Regions from separate parts of the Oryctolagus cuniculus genome. Here region 2 is linked to region 1. The links are chromatin contacts, called in public Hi-C maps. All regions are on one chromosome and are shown on one strand. Each heading gives the region's core, a stretch centred on a gene start, on an enhancer-like site or on the middle of the called end of the contact. The rest is flanking DNA. Distances are from core to core; before and after follow the strand shown. Region 1 overlaps ODAD4 (outer dynein arm docking complex subunit 4). Region 2 holds the start of HAP1 (huntingtin associated protein 1).

What was found. A called contact is a pair of places that touch in the nucleus more often than the background predicts.
Region 2: a Hi-C map of an unstated tissue shows a contact between it and region 1, with 4 times the contacts expected there. The contact joins the promoter of HAP1 here to the enhancer-like site in region 1. A contact is called at or near these places in 2 of 6 Hi-C or Micro-C datasets (ear pinna and an unstated tissue).

The regions. Positions count from the first base shown.
Region 1 is chr17:20,797,664-20,801,106 of mOryCun1.1, forward strand. The region is part of intron 7 of ODAD4 (outer dynein arm docking complex subunit 4); the gene reads right to left. Among named protein-coding and RNA genes, the nearest start is that of ODAD4, 10 kb to the right of the region's middle. Within about 2 kb of position 2,143, at least 2 of the 8 cell types and tissues checked have an H3K27ac peak or open chromatin away from gene starts, as enhancers often do.
Region 2 is chr17:20,959,957-20,963,634 of mOryCun1.1, forward strand. It overlaps HAP1 (huntingtin associated protein 1), which reads left to right and starts at 2,081. Exons shown (of 13, transcript XM_051825678.2): 1 at 2,081-2,651; 2 at 3,606-3,678. The coding sequence starts at 2,231.

The sequences.
Region 1 (3,443 bases), core at 893-3,392:
AAAAAAAAAAAAAAATCCTATGCATGGGTGTACGCCCCTAAGTATGTGGGCAAATACACCGAGGAGGAGCCAGGGGAGTGGGCAGGAGGGTGGGGGCCTCTCTCGTTTAGCTCCCAGTGCCACCCGGCTGTGGGTCAAGCACAGCGCTGTGGTCCTTGTGTAAACACTCTTTCAGGGGCTTCAGGACCTGCAGGCTGGCGTGAAACCCAAGCCCTGGGACCAGGGGACTCTGATCTCCGGGTGCTAGCCGGAGAAGGATGAGGTCTGGGGACAGTCCCCAAACTACCAACAGCAGGGCTAGGGGCAGCTGAAGAAATGTCTGCTGGACCCGAGCCAAGAGCATTTTTTTAATGAGCATGGACGTTTTGGGGAGGAAGACGTGAAGTCGCTCACACTGGACCTCTGTCGGCTACAGAGGAGGGGGCGGGACAACTCCTGGCAGGGCATCAGGAGACTCATGGCTGCTCCTGGATTGGCTGGGGTGAGCCATCAGGGGAAGTTAATAGGAACAGGGCCCTGGCCCTGTGGCCCTGTGGTCGGCTGTGGCGGGCTGTAGGGCAGAGTTTCATCATCTACCCAGGATTGTCAAAGTCTGTGTGTTAGCTTCACCTGCAGCTGTTAACTGATTAACTCCCTGCATTCCCTTCCAGCACCCTCGCTGGCCTTATCAACAGGGGTCCAGGCCCCCAGCTCTGCCACACCAACTGCAGCTCCTCAAATCCTCCATCCCACCATGCCTCTCGGCCTCTGGTGCCCTCTCCCTCCCCACTGTCCACCTCTGTCCACTCTCCTGTCCTCTCTGAAGTCTCCACCCCCACTCCGACTGCAGTGCTCTCCCCTGCCTCTCTCCTTGACCTTGGACCATGCTATGAATCTGCTGCTCTCCCAGAGCCTCTGAGGTCAATCTGCCTGTCCAGAACGGCTGCTCCGTTTTGGTGTGATGAAAGAGTGAATAAGCTGTAAGCATTCGTTTGTTCATAACAGTAATATGTAATAAATAATAATAGCAGGGGTTAAGCCTCTGCTTAGGATGCCTGCATCCCATGGTGCAGTGCCAGTTGGAGCCCTGGCTGCTCCACTTCCGAGCCAGCTCCCTGCTGGGAAAGCAGAAGACGGCCCAAGTGCTTGAGCCCCTGCCACCCACGTGGGAGACTTGGATGGAGCTCCTTGCTCCTGGCTTCAGCCGGGCTCAGCACCGGTATTTTGGGAAGCGAACCAGTGGATGGAAGATTCTCTTTCTGTCAGTTTGCCTTTCAAATATTAAATAAATATTTTAAAATAGTTATAGCAGCCATGAGATGTTGTGAAGTCATCTACGGAGCAGTCAGAAGTTGATGGCTGATGGCTCCGTGGCACAGTGAGCTAATCCTCTGCCTGTGGTGCTGGCATCCATATGGACGCTGGTTCTAGTCCCGGCTGCTCCCCTTCCACTCCAGCTCTCTGCTGTGGCCTGGGAAGCAGTAGCATATGGTCCAAGTCCTTAGGCCCCTGCACCCACAAGAAGCTCCTGGCTTTGGATCAGCTCAGCTCCAGCCATTGCAGACATTGGGGGAATGAACCAGCGGATGGAAGACCTCTCTCTCTGCCTCTGCCTCTCTGTAACTCTGCCTTTCAAATAAATAAATCTTTAAAATAATAAAAAAAAAAGAAGAAGAATTTGAAGGCCGGGGGCACTGAAGAAGCCACTTAGACACGGGCGAATGCAGGGCACGTGGAACTCACGAGGAGGGTCCAGGAGAGGCCCATCTGTGGCTGGGAGAAAGGAGCAAAGATTGCTCAGGATACCTGTTTACCTCTCAGCCGCCGCGCACATTACAGGCCCATCATGGGCAGGGGCTGGGCCTAGAAGACAGCCCCTTCCGTAGGGCACCTGTGGGAGGCAGCACGGGCGGGGTTCCCAGCCCCACCCCCGGGGGGCACACGCAGCCTGTCCTGGAGCTGGGCTCCCATGCGAGCCTGGAGGAATGAGTAGGCGGCAGCCTGAGGAAGCAAGTGCTGGGGAGAGAGAGGATATTTACCCCCAGCCGGGGAGCAGCAGGACTGTGGGAGCAGTAGGACAGAGCACAGGACTGGCAGCCCTTTGAGCGCCCTGAAGAGAATCAGGTCAAGGGAGGCCGGAGCAAGCTAGGCCGGGAAGGGCCGCGCATTGCGCAAGGTGCTGGAGCTGTGCCCATCGCTTCACAGGAGGACTGCGGAGCTGCAGGGAGCCCAGGTCAGAGCCGGGCAAGGAGCACAGGGAACCAAGCAGGCACCATGGGCCCAGCAAGGGAAGGGAGGTGAGCGGGCAGCTTCCGGCGGGCCGACCACGCCCTCCTCGGGGAGAGGAGCCCCAGAGCGTGAAAGACGCAAAGACGGTAAGGGACCCCAATTTGGACATGGTGGGTGTGCATCTGCTGTGGGGTACTCCAGCAGAAATGCCTTGGAGTCCGTTGGACATGCAGGTCCAGGCCTTGGAAGAGGGGTGTGGTGAAGTGGAGACGGCCAGGTCGCTAGTGCGTGGGAGTCCACACAGTACTCCCTGGAGTCGGTATCATCACGCCTTCACTCGGGGTGAGGAAACGGAAGCCATGAGCAGCTTAAGCCACACAGATCCTGAGTGGCACAGCCAGGACTCAGAGCCCGGTCTGGCTGCAAAGCTGTTTTTTCACCGCTGTCTGGAGCGAGCACGCGGTGATACCCTCGCTCAGTGCGGTGAGAGCAGGCGAGGAGCAGCTCGTGGGACTTGTGGAGGTGGAGAGGAGGGGGCGCGAAGCACAGAGGTGGCTGTGGAGAGGGCCTGAGTGCCGGCTGCAGGCGGCGAGGGGCTAATGCCTGTTTGTCAGCAGCGGAAGGAGAGTTGGAAAACGAAAGTCGTCTTTGGAGAGCTGTGGGAGCAGCTGGAGAGCCAGCAGAGGCAGGGGGAGCAGCAGGAGGAGGAGCTGAGGGCTGAGCCCCTGGGGACGAACGCGGGACAGGGCGGGCGGGCAGGCGGCCTCGTGTTAAACTCATACTCTGTATCTGAGTGCCTGGGTTCAATACCCGGATCTGCTCCTGACTCCAGCTTCCTGCAAATGCAAATCCTAGGAGGCTGCACTGATGGCTCAGGAAATTGGGTTTCTGTCACCCTCTTGGGAGACCTGGATGGCGTTCCTGGTTCCCAGGTTCTGTCTAGCCTAGTCGCAGCCATTGTAGGCATTTGGGGCAATGCAGCAGAGCTTTCTGTCTCTTAAATAAATAACTTTAAAAAATTTAAAAACAGAAATGTATATGTTAATGTCGTTTAGCTATTTTTATCTATTTCAAAGGCAGAGCAGTAGAGAAAGAAAGAGAAAGAGATCTTCTGTCTACTTGTTCATCATCGTCCCCCAAATGCCTGCAACGGCCAGCACTGGGTCTGTCTGAAGGCAGGAGCCAGAACTCCCTCCAGGTTTACCACGAGGGCGGCAGGAGCCCATGCACTTGGG
Region 2 (3,678 bases), core at 831-3,330, 160 kb after region 1:
TTTATTTGAAAGGGGGGAGGGGAGAGAGACAGAGAGAGAGATATCACGGATATCACTTCCCAAATGGCTGCAACAGCCAGGCCTGGGGGCCAGGCCAAAGTCAGAAGCCAGGAACTGCATCCAGGCCTCCCACATGGGGGCAGGTGCATTAGCAGAGAACTGGATTGGAAGTGGAGCAGCCTGGACTTGATGCTCATATGGGATGCCTGGGCTATAGGTGTCGGCTGAACCCACTGTGTCACAACGCCAGCTGCAGAAGTCCCATTGTTTTCTCCAATGTCTCTGGCCTGAGCCACGCGCAACAGCTTGTCAGAAGGGACCGGCGACCTGGAGTGAGGACAGGGAGGGCAGGGTCGAGGGTGTGGGGTTCTGATTCCCGGCGAATGAGGTGATGGTTTGGAGCCAGTGTTTCAGTAACAGCACAACCAGACAGGGCCGTGCTTTTTTTAAATTTATTTTTTATTTTTTAATTTTTTTGACAGGCAGAGTGGACAGTGAGAGAGACAGAGAGAAAGGCCTTCCTTTGCCGTTGGTTCACCCTCCAATGGCCACCATGGCTGGCGCGCTGCGGCCGGTGCCCCGCGCTGATCCGATGGCAGGAGCCAGGTACTTATCTTGGTCTCCCATGGGGTGCAGGGCCCAAGCACTTGGGCCATCCTCCACTGCACTCCCTGGCCACAGCAGAGGGCTGGCCTGGAAGGGGGGGCAACCGGGACAGAATCCGGCGCCCCGACTGGGACTAGAACCCGGTGTGCCGGCGCTGCAAGGCAGAGGATTAGCCTAGTGAGCCGCGGCGCTGGCCAGGACCGCGCTTTCAATGGCTGGGCAAGTGAATCCCTGTGGGGCTGTGGTGGGTGTGTGGCACGAGGGGGCAGGTGGTGCGTTCAGCCTGCAGCCGGCAGCGGGCAATACCGGCTCTGGGAGAGGGAGGTCCTGCTTGAGCGGAGGAGGGGATCTGAGTGGGTCGCGCAGGTGTGGGCTGAAATGCGAACGCCGGGTTCTCAGCACCCTACCTGCAGGTGGGGCTTTGCTCTCCTCCTTTGTGGCTCCTTGTTCGCTTCCTTCTGAGAATTCACTGCAGCCTGTGATTATCTTGCTTGTCTGCCTCCTTTTTAGACTCTGAATTCCGAGGGAACAGACATCTGGTTTCTCTTGTTCCTGCTCTTGCCCCAGACGCAGGGCCTGACACGCACAGGAGGCCCTTGTACACATCTGTGGAATGAACAAGTGAGCCCAGAGGAAGGAGGTGGAGGGCTCACGCTGATCCCTCCTGGGTGGCGTCTCCTGTTGCAGCTGCATCACCTGGGCCCACAGGTACCAGGAGCTTCGCCTGGGTGTGGGGGCCCCAAACCCTGTGTAGGACTCAGGCTAGGAGCAGCGGCTGGGCCAGGGGCACCTGGAACTCCTTGGCTTAGGCGCATGAGCCAGGGGACGGGTTAGAGACGGATGAGAGACCCCGTGGGAGGATGTGGGGACACGGGATGGGGCGGCCTCCTTGAGTCTGAGATGGGAGGAAGCAGAAGGGCTGAGGAGGAGGCCAGCATTCGAGCGATGTTTCAGAGGCTGATTCAGTAGGGCTGGGCGCCGGGGTGTGCAGGAGAAGGCAGCGGGGACACCAGGAACGGTCCTGGGGCTTGGGAGGAAGCAGTGACCCAGGGGCCAGCCAGGGCCCCCTCTCGCCTGCCCCACGGCTCACCGGGGACGCTCAGGGAAGTCGCCCAAGGACAGAACAGGTGTCTGCCAGGCTGGCAGGAGGCAGACAAAGCCAAGTCGGCGGCGTTGCTGGCTGCGCACGGTCCCCCGCTCACCGCAAAAGGCACGACACCGCCGCGCCCACCGGTCACCCAGGCGGGCGCGACCCAGGGAAGGCGGGAGTGGAGGCCGCGGAGGCCGCGGAGGCGGTGGGCGCTAGTAGCTGGAGACCTGGCTGGAGTCTCGTCCGAGAGTTCTCGGGAGGCAGCGGCTTTGGGAGGAACCATTCTCCAGAGATGGGGGAGAGAGGGCAGAAACCCTCACTCTGAGCCCCCGCCCGCGGGGCGGGCGGGACGCTACGCCGCACTCTCCTCGCAGCCCGGCTTCTGCCTGCGTCCTCCGCTCTGCCCCCGCGCGCGCTCTGTCCCGCCGCCTCATTCTCGGCCACCCCCGTCCCCACGCGTGGCACGGCCCGGGGGTACCGGTTCCGCGCGCAGGTTATAAAGCACCGGCTGCGGCAGCGGACTGCGGAGTCGAGATGCGCCCGAAGGAGCAGGGGCAGGGCTGCGCCGGCGATGGGCTGGAGTCCGGCCCCGGCCCCGGCCCTGGGGATCCAGCAGCGGTCATCCCCGAACCCCCGCCCGCAGCCGGCCCCGCTCCAGAGCCTTCGGCCGAGCCCGAACCCAGCCCCGCGCAGGCACCGGGGGCCGGACCCGGAGCAGCCTCCGGGCCCCAGTCCGGGACCAAGTCCCGAGCCCAGCGCGCGGCTGCATTTTGGGCCGAACACGGGGACGCGCCCTGGACCCGCTTTGTGTTTCAAGGGCCCTTTGGTCCCCGGGCCACGGGCCTGGGACGTGGAAAGGCTGCTGGCATCTGGGAAACGCCGGCCGCCTACATTGGCCGGCGGCCCGGGGTGTCTGGCCCTGAGCGCGCCGCTTTCATCCGGGAGCTGCAGGAAGGTAACCAGGTCCCCGGGGACCCGGGACGGGCGGGACCCTCGCAGCTCCGGGGAGAAGGGGCCCCGTCGAGTCCGAGAGCCCCGCCCCCGGCTCTCGGTCCCAGCCGGCTACCCCCCCCCCCCCCCCCCGGCGGTGTCCTGTCTGAAGCGCTGTCTGGCCGCCCCCTTCCTATCTCTTGCTCCCCGGTGGCTCCCTGATTCCCGCGGGTGCGTCCGGGCTAGGGCCCGAAGCTCCCCCGCCGCTTCGGGCGCCTGTTGCTGCAGCGGATCTGCGCGCTCTCAGTGCCCCCTCCCCGTCTACTGCAATGCCAGGAGAGGGGCGGGGGGCTGCGGGAGGGCGCCGCCAGGCGCGCTCTGAGCCTGCGCTGGCCCACAGGGCTCGCCGGCGACCCAGAGCTGGTGGGCGGAGGGGCAAGCGTTGCGCACTTCTGGACTTCTAGGGGCCAGGGGAGTCTAGGTCGCGCTCCCGCCCAGCCTGGCATCTGCCCCTCTTCTTGTCTCCGTCCTATTCTGAGTCGGGGCGGGGCAGACCTCCGGTCTGGGTACCCCTGTCTCGGTTCTGGAAGTCTCTCCCTCCCCTCCTGTCAGTGCGCAACAGGTGCAGGGTGGGGACTGAGTCTGTTTCTGCGACTCGCGCGGCTTCATGGAGCCAGTGCGTGGCTGTGCTCCCATGCTGCCTCCTAGGTGCGGGGACCCGGGTGGCCTGGGAGTCCAGTTCCTGAGCCCCGAGGACTGCCACTCCCTCGCTTTACCCAGATCTCGCTATGGGGGCGGGAGTCTGGTCCAGTTGGCCCCTGGAGGCAGGGGCTGAATACTGGGGGGTGGATGAGTACTGGGGGAGGATGTTGGGGCAGGAAAGTGGCCCAGTGCCCTCCCTCCACGACCCCCGTGTGGACTCCAGTGGGCGCCTGGAGGCATAGCTTCCCTGGTTCCTGACTGCCTGTGCCTCCCGCAGCGCTGTGCCCTAACCTACCCCCAGCCAAGAAGATCACCCAAGACGATATCAAAGTGATGCTGTATTTGCTGGA